Linked DNA regions of Mus musculus: region 1 is linked to region 2. The links are chromatin contacts, called in public targeted proximity ligation maps. All regions are on one chromosome and are shown on one strand. The core of a region is the stretch at or near the end of the contact, and the rest is flanking DNA. Distances in the headings are between cores, read along the strand shown. Region 1 holds the start of Ms4a6c (membrane-spanning 4-domains, subfamily A, member 6C). Region 2 has its middle 19 kb from the start of Ms4a4a.

Region 1 (4,540 bases), core at 1,186-3,685, 110 kb after region 2:
CAGGGATGGTATGGGAGAACTTGGCAAAACCGCACTCTTCTGTCCAGTGTATAGGATCTGTGACAGTATTCTTACATGCATTGTCTCATGTACCCTATTAAATGTCTTTACACAAACTTCAAATTGTGAGAGCATGAAATGAAGAATAGACTGGTGAGGGGATGTCAGGTTGACAGATTCAACTAATTTATTAGGAAATTCTCCTGCAGACAAAAGTGGGTGTCCTGTCCTCAAGAGGCTACACTTCACCATGGTCAAAGCTCAGGAGAGCAGCTGCACCTCACTAATTCACTAGGTTCTATGACAGTGATGAGGGCACAGGGCACAATGTGAAGGGAACAGTGACAGTAGGCATCCTTGAAAGAAGACACACCAGATTTTTTTTATTATTTATTCACTTTACCTCCTTCTCACTGCTCCCCTCCCACAACCCTTCTTCCATTTTCCCTCCCTCTCTCCTCTAAGTGAGTAGGGCCCCTTTGGTTGTCTTCCAACCTTGGCTCTTTAAATCTCTGTGAGGATTCTTCACCCACTGAGGCCACACAAGGCAATCCAGCTAGAAGAACATATCCCACTTACAGGCAACAGTTGTTCCTATAGCCCCTGTTCCAGAAGATCAGGATGGAGTTCTAAGAGAAGCTGGTCCCTCAGTCTTTTCTAGAATTGAAGCAGGGCTTTATCTCTGTGCTGTTCTAGCCTTGAGGACAAAGGTAACTACCAGATGATAAAACATGTCTTAGCTTGTGTCTTCTGCAAAAGAGTTCAAGCAGGAACTGTAGAATTCACAACTGCAAAGGACAAAAAGGCCCTGTGTACACAGATAAGCACCGGAGAAGCCAGGATAGATAAAGAGGTGGTTTACATCTTCATGGGAATGGGATGTGTAGCCGAGCTGCTCTACAACAAGTGCCAGGAATGTTGTAGGTTTACAACCTGGTGATCCTTTGCTCTTTGATGAAACAGGCTCTGCCCACATCTCCCAGAATTTGTTTTTACTTATCATCGCAGACTCTTACCTTAAACCGTGAGCACTGCTTTTAGACCATAAACCCGGCCCTCATGAGGGACGTTACCTGTGCCTTACCACAGCCTTTACCATAGGAGGCTGATGTTATCTTAGGACCAGGCAATGTTGAAACCTACAGGCATCAGGTATCCCTCAGTCAAGCTCCCTAGAGCCTAAGCCTTGGGCAGCAGCACTGAGTCAATAGTACCCATTCTTGTGAAAAAAGCCAGGTGTGCTTTGTAAAGGATCTCAATGTAACATTACATCGTTGTGAGCTTGGGCCTGAGTTTAGTGCTATCCGAAAACCTTTTGTTCCACATTGTGCTGTGCTTAATGTGGCTAAAGTAAAACAATTGGGGCCAGATTCTAGAAGTCGTGGTCCGGCACCAGTTACAACAAAATGGGGCTGAGCTGAGTTTCATTCTTGTCTCTTCCTAAATCTTTTTGTTATTGTTGTTGTTTTGCCTGCTGTGAAACCTGCAGGGAATCACCACACCACAACCCTCTGATGTGACAGTGGCTCACACTGGCTCCCTAGGTTCCTTCTGGTTGACTCCAAGGAAAGAAGGAAGGAAGTTTTCAGAGTGTGGCTGTCCAGTTGCTGCAGCTGGCTCTGGCTCCCCTGTGAAATTAATTATGTCAAAGTCAGCTTCTGAATTGTGCCTACCCAAGGGCCTGAAAGCCACAGGGACACATGTCTTCATGACTGTGTCTGGAGTGCAGGATTGTTGAAGTCATTCCTGGTGTGTTGAAACGTCTCTGCTTGCTCCTCTCCTGATCTATTACTTTTCTAGAAGTGTCCAGTAATTCCCTGGTCACATCCCCTGTTAGAGAAGTCCAGTGGTCTAGAAGAAGGTTAGAAGAGATGAGGAAGGCTCTAAAGAGAGTATCAATTAACCAGCGAGTGCTGAAAAACTGTGTACAGAGTGTTTTGGTTTGATTTTTCAGAAGCTGAGGAATTGTTGAAGAAAGTATGAATAACAAAGTACCTAAAATACTGTAAAACATTCAATTGTTACAATTGATGATACATTACTGTGTGTTCAGTAGTGTATTACAATATAATAAAGTAATATATCAAAACCCAAGGTCGTGATTACTATTATCATACTTTATTATACATTGAGATCTGTTTTATTCATCAGTATTACTACAACTTGTAATATCATTAGTTATCAAGATAGTCCTTTAAATTCTACTTAGAAGAAACACAGGTCCTTCAGAAAACTTTCTTCTTAATGGCTTTTCCCAGCTTGTTGCTGTTTTCAGTTTAACGCTTAAACAACTGAAGTTCAAGAAAGTGAACTTGGGCTTCAAGTGGAGCTGGTGCGTGTTGGGACTTACTACCCCCCCCCCCCCACTCTCTCAAATCTCTTAGTGATTTTTCTGAAGTTACTGGGACTTTCTGATATAGGAAGTACAGGCACAGTAACAGTCCACAGCCTGTAAGCACCACTTCCCTTCCCGTGCAGCGAGCACAGAAGAAGGAAGGACTGGAGACAGTTACAAGTTCACAAGAAGGAACCAAGGATCAGCCTGAGAGAACCCAGAGTTAAGGCTCTTAGGGTTTCTGAGAGCTCGGCTGGAAGTGACTGGGTGACAAGGCACACAGGCTCAGGTAGGCAACCCTGAAGGGACTTCCCTCTGTGTAGCACTCTGTTTCTGGGACTGAGTTACAAGAACTTGCTGATGCTCATGAAAGCAGTGGAGACACGGGGCCTCTTTAGAACTAAATGGGCAAAGGCACAGGGCATCTGGCTTACCTCTGTCCTGGCCACTTTAGCTGCATGATCTTGGTGATCACTGACATAAGGAGCAGAGCTCCCAGGTCATTTACTGATTAGGCAGCCTAAGGGCTGAGAATAGCACAGAGAACAGAAGGGAGCTAAGATGAGCTCAGAAACCCATTCCCCAGGCAACTTGGTTCTTTTAACTAACAGGGATATAATTGTCGGGAGTGTGACAAAACTTGAACCACAGCTTAGGACTCCAGGATTTCTCATGCTATTGCATTAAACTGCTTCTCCACACTGAAGAGACTCAGACACAGACTGCCATTGGCAGGTGGGAAAATAAAGAGAAGAACCAGAGTCAGAGACAGCTGGAGTCCAACACACAAGTGTGTGTAGGCAACTGGTCAATAAAGAGAACTTTGCCTATTTATTTAACAATGATTTTATGTTGCTCTACAAAGCATAAATTACTTCCACGTGTACATCAAATTGTTAATTCTGAATTTCTTCTAATTGTGATTTTATTAACATAAAGGATTGGCTTGGTGAAGAAAAACCCTACAAGATCATGTGAACTAAAATATGATAAAATGGGAAGTGCTAATTCTTAAACTGGCACCATTAGACACTCAAAACAGGCAAATGGGGTTACATATTTGAGTGGTACCTAGCATGGATTGGAAAGCATAAAAGTTGACTTTAATAACTCAAGGCTAGCAAAGTAACTGGACAGTGAATGCCATTGAATAAAGACAATGCAATTGTTCTAGGTGAAGTTGGAGCTACATTTGACAAATTTCATGTGAAAATGTGTGCATAGACACAGGAACTTGTAAGGATTCAGGCTTTCCCTGCCTATGATGTGTTTATTATAAACTCACTGGGTTCTGTTTAATATTATGGGGAAATAACTCCTAAATTTGAGATGTGGTGGTTTTACATTTCCCTATACCACCACTTTCTTCTTCCGAAGAACAAGTCAAGGATGCAAAATGGTGCACAGTCTGGGAGGTGGGGGCAGAACTGGGAAGCATAGTTTGTTTTGTTTGTAGTTATTTTATATTTAAAGTCAAAGCACTTAATTTCTTACTGAAAATTCATATAATGTACTCTGATTGTGGTTTCACTTTCTCCATTTCCTAGATCCTCTCCACCCATCCAACTTTTCTTCTTCTTCTTCTTCTTCTTCTTCTTCTTCTTCTTCTTCTTCTTCTTCTTCTTCTTCTTCTTCTTCTTCTTCTTCTTTTCTTCTTCTACTTCTTCTCTCTCTCTCTCAAACAAATAGGCAAAAACAAAACATAAAAAGACAACAAAAATAAATCAACCAACCAAACAGTACCAAAACCAAACTAAAAGAAAACAAACCACTACAGTGAGCACGTTACTTTATAAGAGCTGAGTCTATTTTTTCTTCCAGCTGTGGCAGCTCCATCATGATTCCACAGGTAGTGACCAATGAGACCATCACAACGATTTCACCAAATGGAATCAACTTTCCCCAAAAAGACGAGTCCCAGCCTACCCAACAGAGGCAAGACAGCCTGAAGAAACATCTAAAGGCTGAGATCAAAGTGATAGTGGTAAATCCCACTCAGAACATCCTGGGGTGGGTGGCGAGCAGAGGGTGAGGCTCTATGTGTTAGGAACAGAGATAAATTTGGGTGGGAGGAGCCTTCAGTTTTGACAGAGTGATCAAAGAGTGGCCAGTTCACTGGTGGAAGACCCTGGGCAAACTGTTTACATCACTAAAACCTTCTAAAACTGGCAAATATTTTCATTGATTCCAATGAACTTGGACTGC
Region 2 (4,133 bases), core at 219-2,718:
TTGGATGGCTCCTGTGTTGTGTCTTCAGTGATAGGGTCTTACTCTCAAGTGTCAAAGTAATCAAGAGCAATGATGAGAGCGTGCTGACATTCGTAAAGGTGTAGCCATCTACTGGGGCATGAAAAACTATCAGTGGACAGCCACCAAAGAAAACGTTTTGTCCTTCCCCCAGGAGCTATGAATTGCCACTAGTTCCTCAGCTAGGGATGGGGCTCAGCAGGGCTCTCTACTGTATGCTAGAAATTTTAACCTGCTTGAACTCCTGCAAGTCCTAAAGACATAACTACAGATTCTGTGATTTAATGTGTATAACAGCTATATGCTGTCTAGAGCACTGCATTCCACAGCACTTCCGGGCCATTTCTTATCCTGAGGTTTAAGATATTTCATCCAGGCTATCAAATCTGTGTGCTAAGCACATGCTGGGAAAGTATGAGCATCTGAATTTGGATCCCCAGAACCTGTGCAAAAATGGAGGTGACCCATCTGTAATCTCAGTCCTTCCTGCTGTGAAATAGGAAGAGAGATAGAAGAGAGATAGGAAGGAGGCAGAAGACATGGAGACTTGGGTCAGCTAACCTGAAATCTATATAGCAGGAAACCAAAAATCCTGTCTCAAGAAAAGTAGAAAGTGAGGACCAATGTCTGAGGTTGTCCTTTGACCTTCACACATATTGTGGCATGTGCATGTACAAATGTATTAACATGAACACAAACGCAGACATGTACCACACATACATTTGCAAAGATAAAAAGAAAAAGAAATTTCTAGTAGTTAAATTCATTATATAAGTTTAATTTTAAAAAGCCTTCTAGAAGTAAATTAAACATTATGAGTTGATTTTTAAAATGGCTAAAATATTTACATGAATAAGAGAATCATATTTGAACTTTCCCACAAATTCAGGATATAACTTGAGTTTAAAATATTAGGCTTGACCAACAATTAATTGTCGATTACTCATTAGAACACAGATTTCTAATGATTAGGTAAGAATCAGAGAAGTCACTCAAGGGTGGCAGGTTCCATTCATCTGTAGACAGATAAGGAGAAGGATGTTTAGAGTTTTAGCTTGATTTGCCTCACATTTGTAACAAGAGCTTACGTTTGAAGACTACAGATGGGGACCCACTTTGGGACAGGGTGTACAAATATGTATCTATCAGTATCAACACAAATAATAGCTTTTATTGTATGTTCTGCTCTGGACACTCTACTGAATGCGTTATTGTACAATTTCATGCCAAACAAGTAGGACAAGCTACCATCACCGTGTAGTGAAGACTCTTATGCCTTCAATGTGTCAGATATCAAAGCCAGCGTTGAGAAATAATCTTCTCCGGAAGAGCATAGGCGGGAGCCAAACCACTTTGCTTTTCTGATCTCATTTTAACTTCCTTTACCTGACCACAAAATTGGGTGTTTTGAATCTGTGACTTCATATTGAATTCTTTCCTAGGAACTGGGAGGGCTGTGAGGGTCACCCGCCGTGCTACTCAGGTTCTGACAGGTGGGTACCACCCAGGAAGCCTTTGTTCAATGCTTTGAAATATTTGCTCACTTTCTGTAATCATCTTCATACTTGGTTTTCAAGTGTCATCTGTGAAATGGCACTCTTTCCTTTTGATCTGGCACAGCTACACCAATTGCTTGATCCTCTTAGCTTTATTTATGTAGTTTCTCTGCCTTATCAGAAACCTGGAAAAAGATCTCCACAAGAGGTTTTTTTTTGTTGTTGTTTGTTTGTTTATGTTTTTGTTTTTCTGGTTTCACCATGGTTACTTCAGGCACGTTTATTATGTATATTTCACATCCTTTCCTAATGGTATTCCTCTGAGATGCTTTATAAATATTTTGGTATTTAAACAAAAGTCTCTATTCAATTCTTAAACAATCAAATGAACATTTTAACTTAAATACACACACACTTTGTTTATAAAATGTTTTACTAGCTATCTTGCTGAATTTCTAATAGCTTTAATTAGTTTTCATTTACTAATTTTTAGCAGTTTGCCATGTATATTTATTCATGTTTAAATAATAGTAATTTAAAGAAGTTAGTTCAAACCTTTTCTTTAATGTTTGCAGAATAGTACCATGGGATATCTCCATTTATACACTGATTTTAATTTTAATAAAGCACATCTACCATTTATCATTAATTATTTAATTATGATACAGGTTTTCAGATCAAGACATATGCCAACACAGCATGACTAATGTTATTCTCCATCGTTGTTTATATGAAGAGTAATTTAGAATAACAGTGAGAGATTATTATTATTTAATCTTTTTTACAGGCCAGTCTTTATTCCTCTCCTAGTCCACCCTCTGACTGTTCCTCATCCCATTCCTCCTCCCACCATCTCCAAGAGGATGTTCCCCTACATCTCACCAGACCTCTCCCCTCCCTGGCGCCTCTCAGGGTTAAGCACATCTTCTCACACTGAGCAGCCAACCCTCATAACCACTGAGCCAACCTTTCAAGTCCCAGCCTTCATTTTATAAATTCCTGTCATATTTTCCGTTAAAAGCATTTATCCATTTACAGTTGCCCACTTTCCATCACTATGGCAAATAGTCGTGACAATTAACGTATAAAGATTTTGCAGTCATCCTCTTCTCTTATTCTTTTTCAGTTTTTCTGCTCCCTGTTTTACAGTGACCCCTGAATCTTGGAAGAAGGGGGTATGACAGATGTCCCATTTAGAGCTTGGAAGCCTTCAGTTCCTTATCATTTGCATTCTGATCAGCTCTTGGTCTCTGTGTTAACCTCTATTTAGGGCAAAAGGAAGCTTCTCTAATAAGGGTTGAGAGATGAACTTTACTCTCATTGGTGTGTTAAACTATAGATATAAGGAGAATGAGAACACAAAGGTGGGTGGGTAAAGAGGGAGTGGGTCTGGGAGAAGTGAGAGTAGGGGTAGATATGATCAAAATACACTGTATGAAACTAGGATGAAGACCAAAGTGTGGACACTGTGCTCCTTCTTAGAATTGGGAACAAAACACCCATGGAAGGAGTTACAGAGACAAAGTTTGGAGCTGTGACAAAAGGATGGACCATGTAGAGACTGCCATATCTAGGGATCCACCCCATAATCAGCTTCCAAACGCTGACACCATTGCATACACTAGCAAGATTTTATCGAAAGGACCCAGATGTAGCTGTCTCTTGTGAGACTATGCCGGGGCCTAGCAAACGCATAAGTGGATGGTCACAGTCAGCTATTGGATGGATCACAGGGCTCCCAATGGAGGAGCTAGAGAAAGTACCCAAGGAGCTAAAGGGACCTGCAACCCTATAGATGGAACAACATTATGAACTAACCAGTACCCTGGAGCTCTTGACTCTAACTACATATGTATCAAAAGATGGCCTAGTCGGCCATCACTGGAAAGAGAGGCCCATTGGACACACAAACTTTATATGCCCCAGTACAGGGGAACGCCAGGGCCAAAAAAATGAGAATGGGTGGGTAGAGAAGTGGGGGGGAGGGTATGGGGGACTTTTGGGATAGCATTGGAAATGTAATTGAGGAAAATACGTAATAAATTTTAAAAAAAAGGAAAAAAAAAGAAAAAAAAAAAAGAAACTCCGAAAATACTAACAAAATGAAAGTAAAGCTTTGTGGGTTTGTTGTTGTTTGTTTTGTTTTGATTTTTAAACTCACAGTTTGAGAGGTATCAGTCCATTTTGAAGTGAATCTGCCATGGGGTAGGGAGGTCTGTGCTCTGTCTGCACTTCACGGTGGAAGACCATGGTGAAGCAAACTGTTGACCTCATGGCTGAGAGGGCAGAGAGGAGGGAGGATGATGGTTGTTCCTCTTCATTTTAAGGACAAGCCACCAGCAATTCTCAGTCCCTTTCACTAAAGCCACTTTCTTAAGATTTCACACTTATCCAACAGCAGCACAGCATGTTCTAGACTGTTAACACAGGGTCCTGGAGGGACAGTCAACTCCAAAACTAGGGCTATTTGTAGGAAAATTCCATATCTTCCTGATTTATTTTTCATGGGAGAATGGATGGTTTTATTTTCTGTTATTTTCTACCAGAGATATTGAATTCATTCACATGAATTACTTTTATTGGTTAATTAGAAATGTGAAGATGATAGTTACCAAGCTG

The links.
Region 1: a targeted proximity ligation map of CD8 T cells shows a contact between it and region 2, with 23 read pairs. A contact is called at or near these places in 2 of 39 promoter capture datasets (liver and macrophages), 20 of 484 Hi-C or Micro-C datasets (the AML12 cell line, CD8 T cells, the HPC-5 cell line and 11 more), 8 of 130 datasets of targeted methods (CD8 T cells, bone marrow-derived dendritic cells, bone marrow-derived macrophages and 4 more) and 5 of 9 other capture datasets (adipose tissue, bone marrow-derived macrophages, liver and 2 more).

The regions. Positions count from the first base shown.
Region 1 is chr19:11,466,933-11,471,472 of GRCm38.p6, forward strand. Ms4a6c (membrane-spanning 4-domains, subfamily A, member 6C) reads left to right here and starts at 2,436. Exons shown (of 7, transcript NM_028595.4): 1 at 2,436-2,624; 2 at 4,157-4,319. The coding sequence starts at 4,173.
Region 2 is chr19:11,354,518-11,358,650 of GRCm38.p6, forward strand. No RefSeq gene overlaps it. Among named protein-coding and RNA genes, the nearest start is that of Ms4a4a, 19 kb to the right of the region's middle.